Linked DNA regions of Pan troglodytes: region 2 is linked to region 1. Evidence: chromatin contacts called from public HiChIP or PLAC-seq data. All regions are on one chromosome and are shown on one strand. Each heading gives the region's core, a stretch centred on a gene start, on an enhancer-like site or on the middle of the called end of the contact. The rest is flanking DNA. Distances are from core to core; before and after follow the strand shown. Region 1 holds the start of TP53I11 (tumor protein p53 inducible protein 11). Region 2 holds the start of SYT13 (synaptotagmin 13).

Region 1 (7,347 bases), core at 2,566-5,065:
GCACTGATTGATAACTGTCGATGTGCCTGCCCCATGTTAAGGGCTTCACGTGCAGCCTCTCTGCTAAACCTCCAATAACTCCCACCAGGTAGGCCCTGTTTTTATCACCATTTTACAGATGAGCAAACGGAGGCCTAGAGAAGTGAAATCACTGGCCCATGGTCCCATAACCAGGACTTGAACCCAGATCTGTCAGGTCCAAAATCCCTGGGCTCAACCACAACAGGTCTCTGACAACATCATGTTCCTCCACACGTGCCCATCAGTGCTGAAACCTTTCCCCTGGCCCCAACCCCAAAGACTAGGCCCAACCCCCGCTCCGCAGGCCTCTCTCCTGCAGTCCCAGGTGATAACAGTAGTCTCACTCCAAGCATCTTTGAAATCCAATTACATCCCCATTCTTCCTCGTCCATAGTGGTTTCTGGCTGCAGACACTGGCAATCCCTGTGCCCACCACACCTTCCTGCAGGGGCACAAACACAGACACACAGGCGCACTCTTAAGTGCTCACTCACACCTGGCCACCAAGGAGGTGTTGCTGCCCCTGCTTGTGGAGGGCGACCAGGGCAGATGGAGCCCCTGCTGCTCCCAGGTTCCTGTGGGAGTCTGGAGGAGTGACCCTCCCACCCCTGCAACAGCCGCTGGCTGCTTCCTGGCTCCATCCCCACCCCCACTCCCATCCCCACCCCCCTGGGCCCTTGAGAGGAACACTTCACCAAGGTAAGAATCACAATAATAATGTCAATAATAGGAATCAGCATTTCCAGTTTGCAAACCTTTTTCATTGAATCACCTCACTTGACTCTCACAAGTTCTATGAGGCAGATATTTTTATATCCGTGCAGGCGAGGGTCGTATAGCTACTTAGGAGCAGAGCCAAGGTCCTAGCCGACTTATCTCACCCTCACCTAGAATAATGATGACTCCTCATTGTTACTGTGCACCAAGCATCTATTCTTGCCTGGCGTTAGGGGCACACTTAATGAATGTCAATGTTACTCCTCACAGCAGCCCAGTGAGGTGAGTTTTTTTTTTATGCCCAGTGTAAAGATCAGGTAACTCAGAAGAGTTGAGGGCAGAATGGCTGCCGAAGGGATGTTTCTGAACTGGACACATCACTTTAGAAAAGTATATAGGGGCCGGGCGCGGTGGCTCACGCCTGTAATCCCAGCACTTTGGGAGGCCGAGGCGGGCGGATCATGAGGTCAGGAGATCGAGACTATCCTGACTAACATGGTGAAACCCCAACTCTACTGAAAATACAAAAAATTAGCCAGGTGTGGTCGTGGGTGCCTGTAGTCCCAGCTACTCGGGAGGCTGAGGCAGGAGAATGGCGTGGACCCGGGAGGCGGAGCTTGCAGTGAGCCGAGATCACGCCACTGCACTCCAGCCTGGGCGACAGAACGAGACTCCATCTCAAAATAAATAAATAAGTAAATAAATAAATGAAAAGTATATAGGGAGGAAGACAATAAAAGCATCTAATGGGTGCTTTCTGGAGAGCGGATGCAGGGGGTTATGGATAGAGCCAGCTGCTTCTCCCCTGGTCCCCCTCCAAGCACTTTGCCTGTTATCTTGAGCGGTTACTGTTGCTGCTGTTGACTATCTGTGCAGTCATCTACAAGGGGGCTGTGAACTCTCCAAGGACAGGGACACTGTCCTGTTCACCCCTGGGGCCCCAGCACATAGCACCTTGCCTGGCATACGGGTGAGGCACTGTCAGGATGGCCTCGTTCACAAAGGATGGGGGGGCAGCCTTGGCCCAGCCTGAGCTCCCAGCCTCCCCAGCTTCCCCGTTGATAAGCTCGGGAGACTGAGAGAATACAGACACCCAGAGGGCAAAGGTTATCCACTCCAAATACCACTTAAGGTGGGAATTCTTCCTCTGCTGTCCTCATCAACCCTGCCCTGGATTCTGCTTGCATGCTGCTGGTGACAGGGCACTCATTCATGACAACTAAGGCAGCCTCTTCCATGTTGGAAAACTTGGAGTGATTGTGACAAAGGCCTCCCACTGATGTATGATCAGGCTGGCTGGGATTACAAGCACAGACCCTGCTGCTAGTCTTTAGGGTTACACCAAGCAGAGCACTGGCAGGTGTCCCCAAGTCTGGGAGGACATTGCACATGAATGACGCTGGGGGCCCTCGCTTCAGCAACCCAGAGCCCTGAGTGCCGGAAAGGCAGAAGAGGGAGTGACAAATGAATTCATCAACCCAGCTTGGCCCAGCTCTGTAAAGGCAGTGAGGTGAGACTGAGTTGTTGCAGAAATTACTATAGAGCCTTGAGTCAGATGGCTCCACCCAACACACCTTAAAAATAATCCTCATCTAGAGTCACATACTTTGATTGATTGATTCATTCATTCATTATTGGCTATCACTGTCTAGGTGTTTGGCTGGGGGCAGTGTCAGTGGCACTGGGGCATCAGAGTTTATCTACCTTAGTAATCAGGACAGTTTATATTCACTGAGCACTTACTATGAACCAAGGACTGTTCTGTTTACTTCCTTGCCAAGGGCACAGACTCTCCTGCCCAATCCCAGCTCTGGTGAGGACAGTGGGAGCCTGCATGGCACAGAGTCCATGCTCAGTAAACATGAGCAGCTCCTATTAACTCTAAATCTCTACAGCAACCATAGCCGGTTCTTACTATTGGTTGCTCTAGGTGACTTACTTTGTCCAAGGCCACACAGGCACTAAAAGGCAGAGCCAGGATTTGAACCTAGGTGATCTGGCTCCAGAGCCTGCTCTATTAACTGTTAAGGAACTGGTGCAGACAGAACCGAGACCTGGAGTCAGAATGCCCACCTAGCTAGATGCCTGGGGCAGCCACTCACCTCTTTCTGTCTTATTTACTTGTGAAATGGAGCATGTCATCAGCCTTGCCTTCCTTTTCCTGCAGCCCCCCACCCCGGTTCCTGGCCCACTGTGACCATCAGATCAGATGAAAGAGATCCAGGCATTTCTCTAAGGAGAGCACAGGGTGGTGGGGGTTGGGGTGGGAGAGAGCACATTATTTTCCCACCATAAGGGGTCGAAGGAGCCCAGAATTTGGGGGTGGGGCCTTGTCTGTAGGAGCCTGGTTCTCTCAGGTTGACACGCCACCAGAGAGCCTCCATGACCCCCAACCCTCATCCTCACCCCAGCCCCCCATAGGATGTGTAGAGACAAAAGGTTTGACAACTGTAGCGCCAACAAGCGTACTAGAGCCCCAGATAAGATCCTAGTCTCCTGACAGCGCAACTGACAGCAGCATCTCTGGATTTTAGGGTGGAGTATGAAGAAGGTGGCCGTAGTGACAGTGGGGTCATGTTATTTGGCCAAGTCACACCAAGCAGGGAGAGAGAAGGGTGGGCCTAGGCTGGAAGCCTGAAGGCTGAGTGAACTCAAACTTTAACGACCATGGCCTGTAAAATGGGACTAAGCACAGCGCCCTTATGGGTTGCTGTGAAAATCAAATGAGTTAATACTTGTAACTCCTTTAGCATATGGTGCCTGGCATCAGAGAGTGCGCAGCAAACGGTGACTATTGTCGTGACTGTGTTATTACACACTTGGGTATCACCGCCAGCCAAAGCAGTCCCTTCCATTTCAGGCACCGGCCTGGGCCCGGGAGACACCGCAAGGCTATTTAAGATGGTGTGGTTTGCCCATCTACGTTGATCGTCCCAAGAAAAGGGCACCGTCTGCAGAACTTGCCAGGAAAGTCATCCTGGGCGGCGCGGGCCACGCCAGGGTCTCCCCGCGCGGCTTCCTCCCCCGGCGCCTTCTCTCGGGCGCGCGTGCGCCCCCTGCAGGCGGCCCCCGGGAGAGCCTCGCGGGGGAGCCGGGAGCCTGGTTTCCCCGCCAACCCCCATCCCGCCCGCCCCGGCGGCCACCCTGGGGGCGAGGCAGCCCGGCGCGTGGGAGGGGACGGCGCGCCATTGGCTTGTGCGCGGAACCGAGAGGAGGGACCAGCGCGGGCCGCCAGACTCGGTAAGCCCCGGCCGCGCAGGGCGCCGCGCGCAGTCCAGCCGGCCCGGCCCTGCCCTGCCCTGCCCTGCCCTGTCCTGCCCTGCCCGGCCCTGCCGTGCACTGCCCGGCCCCGCACGGGCGGCGCGATGTGAGGCGTCCGAGCCCAGAGCCTCCGCCTGGCATCAGCTCCACGCAGCCCAGCGCCGGCACGCGCGAGGCCCGTAAGTTCTGCTCCCCGCCGCCGCTTCCGAGCCGCGGACTTTCCCCTCCCGCCGCCCGCCGCCTGCGCAGCGCAACCCAGCGGGGCTCCTGCAGCCAACGGGACCGCAGAGGGGCGGCCGGGACCCCACGCGCGCTAACCGAGCGCCCCGGGACATCTCGGCACCCGCTGAGCCCGCTGGGACCCCAGGGGGTCGCCTCCCCAGCTCCCCAAGGCGCCGTCCCGCAGCCCCTTCCGTCTCCCCTGCGCGCTCTCCCCTCGCCGCCCCTCCCTCTGACTCGGTTTCCCCTCTCCCCCGGCTCCGCGGTCGCCCTCCTCCTGGACTGCTTATTTCGTCCTCGGCCACTGCCTCTCGGGCTCGAGCTTTCTGCTTCGGAGCAGGAGAGAAACGGAGCGAAAGCAGTTTCTGTCTCCCCGGGGTCTGACTCGGTCCCCCGCGCTCGGTTCTCTGTCCCCTCCCCCTCCCGCCATTGTTCCCGGCAGGAGGAGTGCGCGGCGCAAACTTGCGAGTTCCCCCAGTCTTTGCCCCCGCAGGGCCGCGGACGGAGGTGGTGGCGGAGTTCACGCTGCCCACAAGTCTGGCCCGACCTTCTGGGGTGGGGGCCTGGGGGCAGGGGCCCTGGGCCGGAGAACCCGGGGCCGCCTAACGGCTCGGAGCTCACCGCCGGGGGACACCGGCGCTGAGGCCTGGGTCTCAGAAAGTGGGTGAGTGTCTGGAGCGGGGACATCAGGGACAGATTGCAGGGGGAGGGGCGAGGCTGAGAGAGTCCCCCGTCCCCAGGCTGGAAAGGGGCGGGCAGAAACCCAGGCGGCGCCTTAGCCCAGTTAGGGGGTGGGTAGGGGACGCACAGGTGGAGACGCCCCCCACTCTCCCCAAAGTCGCGCGATCTGCAGGAAGGGTACAGTGTGGGGCCACTGGCCGGGCGCTGGGTGGGTTAGGGCCCCTGCCGTGGGCAGAACACTCGCACCTACCCGGGGGAGGCTGTGTGGAGGAAGGGCCAGAACGCCGCGCCCACCCCGGCGCGCCCCGCTGGGCGGGGCGGGGCGGGGCGCTCGCCTTGGGTCCCCTCGCTCTACCCTCCTTCACCCTGACCCAGTCTCGGGCTTCCGCCTCTTCCTGGAGCCCGGGGGGAGTGGGTTTCTCCGCCGGAGAGATGGAGGCTGGGGCAAGAGCAGCGCGGAGGCCAAGAACCCCCAGGCTCCTCCAAAGCCCAGAGCGGCTGGCCAAGGCCCCCTCACCGCCCCACTACCCCGCACTTCCTGATTGGTTTCTTTCAAACGAACTTCTTGACGGGGCAGGCCTGCGGGGAGAAGTCACCGGGGCTGCCCACCCCAACTATGTGGTCCCTTGGACCTCCACCCCTGACGGCCTGTGGAGAGGGGACCAGGACCTGCGGCCCGCAGATCCCAGGGACGCGGGGGTCGTTTTGTTGCAGAGCCAGGAGGGGGCACTGTCCGCTCCTTAGCCTCAGCCCCAGACTTCAAGAAAGGCGAGAAAAGATTTTTCTTGTTGGGTTGTTAGGAAATAAGACTATTCTCCAGGCTTCTGTTGTCCCATCTGTAAAATGGGTCGTCTTGTTCCTGAGGCCCCCTCTGTCCCCACCATCCCAGGAGGCCCCTGCCATGGCCGCTTCTTTCCCAGTCACATGTCGTCAACTTCCTCTGTGCTTCCAAATTTGGAGTGAAGGGCTAAGGCCGAAAGCCCCTTCATCCATGTCCAGCTGTCATGACCTGCCAGTTCTAGGACTGCGACCTATTTTCTGCACAGCTCTGCCTCCAGGCCCCTTGTGGCTTCTCCAGCTCACACCCAGCCTCCCAAGTTCTTTTGATAGCCCCACCTCTGTGGGAAGAAGGGCCTGCCCCTCTTGGGGTAAGGGGGAGGAGGGGGCTGGATTTAACAGGAATGCCCCATAGTCACACAGTTTGGGGCTGTTCTTTACTTTTGCTTATTGAACAAAATGTTTGTGAGCATTACACCAAAAATGGCTTATGGAGCAAAGTGCCAGGGACAGTTTCAGGCACTGGGGAGACAGCTGTGGACAAAATAAAAATTTTTGTCCTCATGGAGCTGATGCTTAAAAGCAGGGGGCAGGGGGAGGCAATTCCCTAATAAAAACAATAAGCAAATTATATAGTGTACTGAGACGTGAAGGGGAAAAGTTGTGTTGGGGGTATTGAGGCCAGGGACTGGGTTGTCATTTTAAATAGGGTGTCAGGGAGGTCTCCCTGAGGAGGTAACTTTTGAGCTACAGCCTTGAGGGAGATGAGGGAGTGAGCTGTGTAGACAGCTAGAGCACAGCCCATGCAAAGACCCTGAAGCTGGAATGTGACTGCCCTGCAGCTAGGGGGGAGTGAGGGGCTGAGGAAGAGTGAGTGACTGAGAAGGGATGAATTCCTCCCCTTTCACAGGTGAGGGAAGTGAGGCTCAGAGACGGTATATCAGTCACCCCAGGACACACAGGCCAGGAGAGGCAGCTGCAGGGCGGGGTGCCTGATGTTCTGACTCCTGGTCCACGATACCTCCCCGGCACCCTGCGTCTCACTGTTTATCCTGCTACACCGGCTGGACCCCTCCCAGGGCCAGCGCAGCATCGTCGTCCTGCCCCAAAGTGACCCTTGCTCTCTCTCATCCCACTTCCTTCCTATGACCACTCCCTTCTGAGCACCCAACTCTGACCTGGCACATGATCCCTAGAAGGGGACCTGCTCTGAGGCAGATTTGGTCAAGGGGCAACTGAGGCAAGGAAGTAGAGTCTTCTAGTCTAAAAATAATGAGCAGCATTATTATTGAACATTAACTACAAAACAGGCGCTGTTCTGGATTTTTTTGGTGCATCTTCTCACTGGTGAGAAGTTGGTGTCATTATTACACCCCATTTAACAGATGAGGAAACTGAGGCCCAGGGAGGCAGAGTCACTGGCCCAAAGGCATACAGCTCATAAGTGGTAGAGCCAGGATGAAGCACAAGCCTTTTAAGTCATGAGCTAGTCCTTTAACCACTAAGCCAGCACCCCAGGATTGGGGAGACACTCAGTCCTGAACTATGGTTGTGGCCCATCTTATCCTGCAAAAAGGGCAGGGACCCTTCCACCTGCCTCCCCCAACTCACCCAGAAGACAAATCACCATTTGCTTTTGAAGAAACGGGCTCAAAATGTGGAGCATCCCTT
Region 2 (7,347 bases), core at 2,633-5,132, 330 kb before region 1:
GTCCACCGCTGCTCCATCCCCACTGTGCTGTTCCATCACAGGACCGCTGAAGATGCTGTTGTTCTGCCTGGCACGCTCTCCCCTCTTTCTTTGCTGAGTTAACTCTATTCTTCAACACCTCAGCTCAATTCTTACTTCTTCCAGGAAGCCTTCTGTGATATTTCTGAACAAGTCAAGTCTCTAACATTCACCTTTTCTTCTTAGCCTGTATCACATTTGTAATTTGACATGTGTGATGAATGATGAGCACCCGTCTTCCCCATGGGAATATAAACTTTCCATGGCAAGAGAGACCATGCCTGGTTTTACTCACTCTCTTTGCTGTATCACCCGGCACAGTACCTGGTCATAGAAACTCACATCTGCTGAATGAGTGAATAAATTAGAGAAATATACACTAGACAAGGCTCTGGCTTCTGTGGCAGGAGTACTTTTGCTCACACATCTCCACATTCTCCTCTGCATTTCCCAGCCTCTCTTGCTGTTACGTTTGTCCTGTTACCAAATTCTGGCCAGTGGAATGGGGTGCTCTGTGTCCTCCATTTCCAGCCATGTCCTCTAGAATGCCACAAGTAGTCCTCAAGTCTCTTTCTCTTCCCTGCATGGCTGGAAGTGAAGGAATCACAAGACAGAAGCAGCCCAGATTCCTGAGTCACCAACTGGAGAAGAGCTGACCAAATGAGTCATCTGACCCTCCTTCAATTGAGAAAGGAGGGAGATGTATGCTTTTATTGAGTTCATCTCTGACATTTTGAGTTATTTGTTACTGCAGCAGAATCCAGTTTACCCTGACCTAAAACACCATCCCAGTTGTCATTAACTCCTACTCTTTGGGCAAGCCATGATGTCTCTGAATCTCCATTTCCTTATTGGTAAAATAAAAGGATTCCTCAGGTGATATCTGAAATCGTTGCAATGTTAAAATTCAGTTATTCCGCTGGTATATTTTCGTCCCTCCTGCATAGCACCATATGTAGACACCACAAATGTTTGCTAAATAAGAGAACCTCCTATATTTGAAATTCTTTTCTCCAGATAAAAGCATTTTAGTACCTTAGAAGTTCAGAGTGATTATTCAGAATATTTAAACATCTAACATGTACAATATTGATCAAAATAACAATGGGAACATTTCATCAAGAGGCTGGGGAACCTTCAAAGATCCATCCCTCAGCCTCGTAGATGCCTCCTAAGCATCTTGTTCTGGCTGCTCTTAGAAATGTGGCCTCAGCACTTCCAATTATTTGTGGGTCCCAGCCTCAGACTGTCTTAACTGATCCACTCAGCTGACTCAGTTAACTGCCTTTCCCAATAGGCATACTCTCATTTTTCAAAGGAATCTAGTGATGCCTTTTTTCTGTGGGTTGTCATTAAAGGCCACTGTCTGCATATCAGTAGCCAAGAAGCAAACATCATATCTTTGATGAGATATATGAGGGTGACTGGTTGGGTAGCAAAGGTAGCCCAGAGTCCTGATCACTCAACTGGGCTTCAGATCCCCTGGGGTCTATTCCTAGCTCTGCCATAGGTTCACTATGTGTGAAAGAGGCACAAGGCAAGCTCTTCTTCTTGGGCTGGGGTCCCTCTTCCTGTTATAAATGAAGGCCACTGCAGCTGCTGTCATCCCAGTAACCATAGTAACAATGGATCACGTGACAGGTGTCTAATTCCCCATCAGACATTTTCTGATATTAAGTGTTCTTCATCCTTCCCCTTTAACCCCACCCCAGATCCTGTTATGAGTAGTGGCATTGATGGTCTCCCAGGGCAGCCGTTTGAGCATGGGAGACCTGGAGCTGACAGCATTAATTAAACCTCTATTTCCACAAAACATTTTGCATTGCCAGGCCCCGGAGCCAAGAAAACCTCCCAGGGCAGCTCTTATGTGAGAGATTGCTAAGGCTGTCACCAGGGACTGCAGTGCTTCAGCTCTACAGTTTGCAGCAAATGGGGATCAGTAGGAAAATGTGCCTGGCATACAGCAGGCACACAATAAATACTTGTGGAAAAGTCAGTTTACTAAAATGGAGCTCATATCACAAACAGGATTCCTTCAAAACACTGGAAATTCTGCATAAGATGATCATATGAATTATTCCACGGTTACTGAGTGCCTGCTATATGCACCCATGGGTGATAACATGGAGACTCTAAAGATGTTAGCTTGTTGAAGGAATCCCAAGTCCATGGGGTGGCTGAGGCTCAGGGGCACATTGGGAAGTGTGTAGAGAGGAGTCTGGAAGGCTTAGCAGGGGCCACATCACAAAGGGATTTGGATAAAGGTTGAGTCTCTTGGGTTTATTCTTGGAGAACCTTTGAGAGCTGTGAGTGACATGATCAGCTTTGTATTTTGGACACCTCCTTTTGATGTCACTGAAGGAAAGAACTAGAGGGAGACTATTGTTTTGATCAAATAGTGTTCTAGAATTTCTGAACCCAGGCCTTAAGACAACTGGCAGCTTCTGCTTCATTCCTCTTAGAATCCAGCCAGCATGCTGTGAGCAGCTCCAGCACCATGGAGAGGTGACATAGAGGACAACCAAAATGCACCAGCTGACAGCCCCATTGTGATCCCAGTGGCAGCCAGCACCTACTGCTCACCACGTGAGTTCACCATTGCACCATCTGCAATGGTGTCTGGAGAGCTGATGTCCTAGTCCAGCTGAACCCCTAGATGACTGCAGTCCCAGAAGACAACATGTTGAGCAGGAAAACCACCCAACTGAGCCCAGCCAACCCATGAAATCATGACAAGTAACACAATAACTGGTCTAAGCCAGTAAGTCATCGGTGGGTTTTTATGCAAGTGTAGATAGCTGAAAAACTGGAGGACGGGTGGGTTCCCAGGTGGTGGTCACAGCTACAGCTCAGAAGAAAAGATCTGGCTGGAAAGGCTATAGATTTAGGAGACATTGGCTCATAGAAATGTGAAAGCTCTGTTGTGGATGAAATCACCTACATCCCTTTTCACACATGCCCAGCACACCTAGAGCACAGCCAACCCACAGCAAATATCTGCTGAATTAAATTCAACACTCCATATAATGAAGAACACTAAAAAGCCACTGTTTTCTTGAGCTAAGACAGTCCTCATGCCCGGAATTCTAATTTCCCCTTGTTCTAAGCATAGTTTTATGCTCACCCTCTCTGAATCAAGTGTGTACTCCTAGCTGCTGCGTTTTATCTTCTTTATCCTCCTAAGACAAGTCCGTTTGAGTGTGGACTTGGAATCTGCAAACATAAGCTTGGGTTCAGGGTGATGATTTTTCTACCTGTGCACCTCTCTTCTGAGCCTCGGCTTCCTCAACTATATATAAAGGTGAGAATACCTGCTGATTAGGTAATAAAGGTGAACTCTTGGGCAACCCTAAGGGGATACAGCTGTATTGTCCATCTTCAGCAGGACACAGGTACAGCCTCAACCCAAACATCCCATCTGTTCCCTCTACCTGTGGCCTGTTCCTCTTCCCTGTAAGAACCATCTCCCAGGTTGGGGAGCTGGGAAATCTCCAGCTTTGTGTTTGAAAAAGCTCCCGGAAGACCCAATTTTACAGCCAGCTTGGCCAGCTGCTGGGGTAGAAGGGTGAGCAAGGAGCTAGTAGTCTGGGGTAGTGACTCCTAGAGTCGCAGATCTGGTTGGAGCCCAGGTTTGTCCTCTAACACAGTGTGACCTCCGCAAGCTCCAGCACTTCTTGGGCCCAGTTGTCCCCTGTTGTACACAAAGCATTAAGAATGGCCTGAAACAACCCCAAGGCTCCTTCCACCTGGAAGGCTCCGGCTCCTGTTGGGGTGGGGGTCCGGTCACGTGTTGGCGGGGAGGGGGTTGCCGGTTGACGTGGCTGCGGGTCCAGCCTCCTCTGACGTCCTCGCAGCCGTCCTCCCTCCCTCCGTCCCCGCCCCTCTGGCGGCGGGAGAGCTGCTGGCTCGCCCGGATCCCGGGAGCTGCCTGGAGGCGGGCCCGGCCCGGGGAAGGTGAGCTGCTGCCGGACCCAGCCCCTCGCCAGGAGCGGGCACCATGGTGCTGTCGGTGCCTGTGATCGCGCTGGGCGCCACGCTGGGCACGGCCACCAGCATCCTCGCCTTGTGCGGGGTCACCTGCCTGTGTCGGCACATGCACCCCAAGAAGGGGCTGCTGCCGCGGGACCAGGACCCCGACCTGGAGAAGGCGAAGCCCAGCTTGCTCGGGTCTGCACAACAGGTGAGCGGGGGCGGCGCGCGGGCCCTTCCCGGGCAAGGCGGGGTTGCCGGGCAGCTGCAGAGGGGGAAATGGGGTGGGAGGCGGTCGTGGATCTTTGCGCGACAAAGCTTGGCGGGGAGGGGACAGCAGACGAGTTGGAGGACAGGTCAAGGAGTCAAAAAGGTAGGGGGATGGGGGAGGCTAGGGGATGGGGGAGACGAGACGTGAAGGAGAATTAGGGAGCGGCGAGCTTGTGGGGACTGAGAGAAGAATGGGGGCCAGCAGCGAGACCTAAAGGGAGGGGACAGGAAAGGGGACCTGGATAAGAATTAGGGCTGGGAAGGGTAAGAGGAGAGGGAGGCTGGGAGGGGAATCGCCAGGGTTAGGGAAGACCCTGAGAGGTACCAGACAATGAGGAGTTTGCAGAATTGGGAAGAGGACTGGGGTCTGTGAGAGGGAGGTGGGTGGTGTTTGTGGAGCCAGGGTAGGGCAAGTCCTGCCAGAGCTGAGAAGAGGTAATGCCTGCAAAGCCAGAGGGGAGGTGGCCGCGGTCCCGCAGGAGCTGGGAAGCTAGCGGGGTCTAGAGAGCTGAATCCCGGAGGAACCTGAAGGACTCTTCCCCACCCCCTAGCAGCTCTGAGCTCCAGCCAGTCAGAGGGGGTTGGTATGGCCTCCCCCAAGATGTCTCTGCAGATGTCCCTGGAGACAGGAGGGCTTTTATCCCATGCATTTGCTCATGGCCAGAGCCCCTTCGTGCAGGAAATAGCCGGTGCTCCCATTGTAAAGAGCAGAAGGGGTCTGGGGAAGCAGTTTGGAAGGATTTCCCTGCATAGGCTGTGACCTCCAGGATGCATTTCCAAAGTACAGAATGCAGAATGTTCTCTGGAGAACCAGGAGGCAAAGAGTCCTGCTAGAGTGATTTGAGGAAGGATGGCCCTGGGGCAGGGGCATGACTTAAAGGACCTCCTAAAGGCCCTCTAGATCCCTTATAGACTGTATGGTTCCAGGAGTGGCACTAAAATGCTGTGACTCCATCTTCCTTTTTCCAATCAATAATTCAAAAGCTCAGAGGACGCAGTTGTGTGGGGCCTGTGTCAGTCACTGTACAGTGAGAGTGGAAAGGAAATGGCTGCTGTCCTTGAGGCACTTATAATCCAAGAACAGTGACATTGACAGTGGCTAAATAGGAGCCAGCTGCACAGCAGAATGTGGGACTTGGGACGATCTGGAAAAGGGGAATAGTGGGCTTTCCACTGGCCAGGGGTTGGGAGTCCTTCTCCACAAGTCGTGGTCGGCCGCCTCTCAACCTTCTTTCCTGCCCAACACACTTGAGGAACAGCCACTCTTCTGCCTTTCAGTGATGTCTCTCCAGGCACCGCCCCCTCCCCTTCCTAGAGAGAACCACTGGGAAACTAGTTGGTGTAAATGACCTCTAGGGTCTCTTCCAACTCTTTGTCTTATTGATGACCAGTAGCCCACAGAACGGCTGATCATCTGTTAAAGAAAAACCAGGTTGTGTCTCTCCCCTGCTTCAAATCCTCCACAACTTCTCACTGAGCTTGGAAGAGGTCATAGCAAACCATGACATAGCATACACTGTGTGCCAGGTGCACTGTTCAGAGTACACTAATTAATGTGTTTCTTGACCCAGTGAGGGAGCCATAGAATGATCCTAACTTAAAGATGAGGAAACTGAGGCTTAGAGAAGGTAACTGACTTGCCTAGAACTGCACAGCTAGAGAAGTTTTAGAGCCAGACTCTAGCTGAGCTTGTCTGATTCTGGAGGCCACACTATTAGCCACTCCTCTCCACCCACTCACCTGCTTTAACAAGGAAGGTGCCTGCCTCTCCAGCCAAGCTCATGCCAGTTTCTTTCTTCATCAGCAGTCTTGGCCTCCCTGGATTTACGATCATTCTTTTAAAACACCAAGCCCTTTTCTGCCCCTTCATTTTTCTCTGACCTTTCATACAAATGGCTCCTTCTCATCCTTCAGGTCTTTTTCCATTTGAAGTCTCAGGGAGGATTTTGCCTACTGACACATAAAACAAAACACCCTCTTCCTGTTATTCTCTCCCATATTGTTTCTAACAAATCCTTTTATGGCACTCTTTACATTAGGATGCAATCTTTCATATTCATTTACTGGTGTAATATTTATTCCCAGACCCTCTCAGTGCCTGGAAAGTAGTAGGTGTCCAATAAGAAATTGTAGATGAATAAAGTCATCTCAGGGGTCATCCAATGGGGACTATCACCTTCAAATACTGGTGCATGCACCATGTCTTTGTAACCAAGTGCAAGCTCAATAGGGGCACAATAAATATTTGTTGATACATGATACCTGCCCATCCACATTCCCTTACCTGGTTCCCTCAGTGACAAAGATGTGGGCAACTTGGGGCTGAATCTATGGGTGTGAATGTGTTGAAGCTGAGATCTCACAATGACTTGGTTGCCGTTGTTCTCAGATTCATTCAGCCACTGGCCCAGAAGAAGTAAATAGAGAAAAGACAACCAATTGACATTTCAAAGCAAGTAAAGAGGGTGGCAACCATTAGCGGTGACAGATGACAGGAGGGTGATGTACATGGCACCTATTGACAAGTAGGACAAGAGCCAGGGAAGCTCTCTGAGGATGTTCCTTGAGGAAAGAAGGTATGGGGGCTGGAAAATAGGGGTCTAGATGACTGTAATCACAACAGAGGTGTCCAAGGCCTAATAGCCAGTGTCTCTGTAACTCACTAGTTTTGGCTGCTGAAAAAATTCTTTGGGTTTGGAGGCTATTCCTAGAAATATGATTTCTGACCCTGAATGGCTGGATGAAGTTGAAGTTTGTAGTGATTTTGAAAAGAAATTTGGAGTTTTCCCAGGGGTTTTGTTTATTTTTTACATAGGGTCTGACTCCATCACACAGGCTGGAGTGCAGTGGTGTGATCACAGCTCACTGAAGTCTCGACTTCCTGGGCTCAGGTGATCCTCCCACCTCAGCCTCCCATGTAGCTGGGAATACAGGCACGTGCCACCACGCCTGACTAATTTTTTTTATGTTTTGTAGAGACAAGGCTCAACATGTTGCCTAGGCTGGTCTCAAACTCCTGGGTTCAAGCAATTTGCCTGCCTCAGCCTCTCAAACTGTTAGGGTTACAGGCATGAACCACTGTGCTTTGCC

The links. HiChIP or PLAC-seq counts read pairs in DNA pulled down with a chosen protein or histone mark.
Region 2: a contact with region 1 is called in an H3K4me3 HiChIP or PLAC-seq map of stem cell-derived excitatory neurons, with 3 times the contacts expected there. The contact joins the promoter of SYT13 here to the promoter of TP53I11 in region 1. A contact is called at or near these places in 2 of 7 Hi-C or Micro-C datasets (induced pluripotent stem cells and stem cell-derived neural progenitor cells) and 1 of 1 datasets of contacts at active chromatin or transcription factors (stem cell-derived excitatory neurons).

The regions. Positions count from the first base shown.
Region 1 is chr9:48,961,054-48,968,400 of NHGRI_mPanTro3-v2.0_pri, reverse strand. It overlaps TP53I11 (tumor protein p53 inducible protein 11), which reads left to right and starts at 3,815. Exons shown (of 7, transcript XM_016920720.2): 1 at 3,815-3,978.
Region 2 is chr9:49,295,656-49,303,002 of NHGRI_mPanTro3-v2.0_pri, reverse strand. SYT13 (synaptotagmin 13) reads left to right here and starts at 3,882. Exons shown (of 6, transcript XM_521898.7): 1 at 3,882-4,198. The coding sequence starts at 4,016.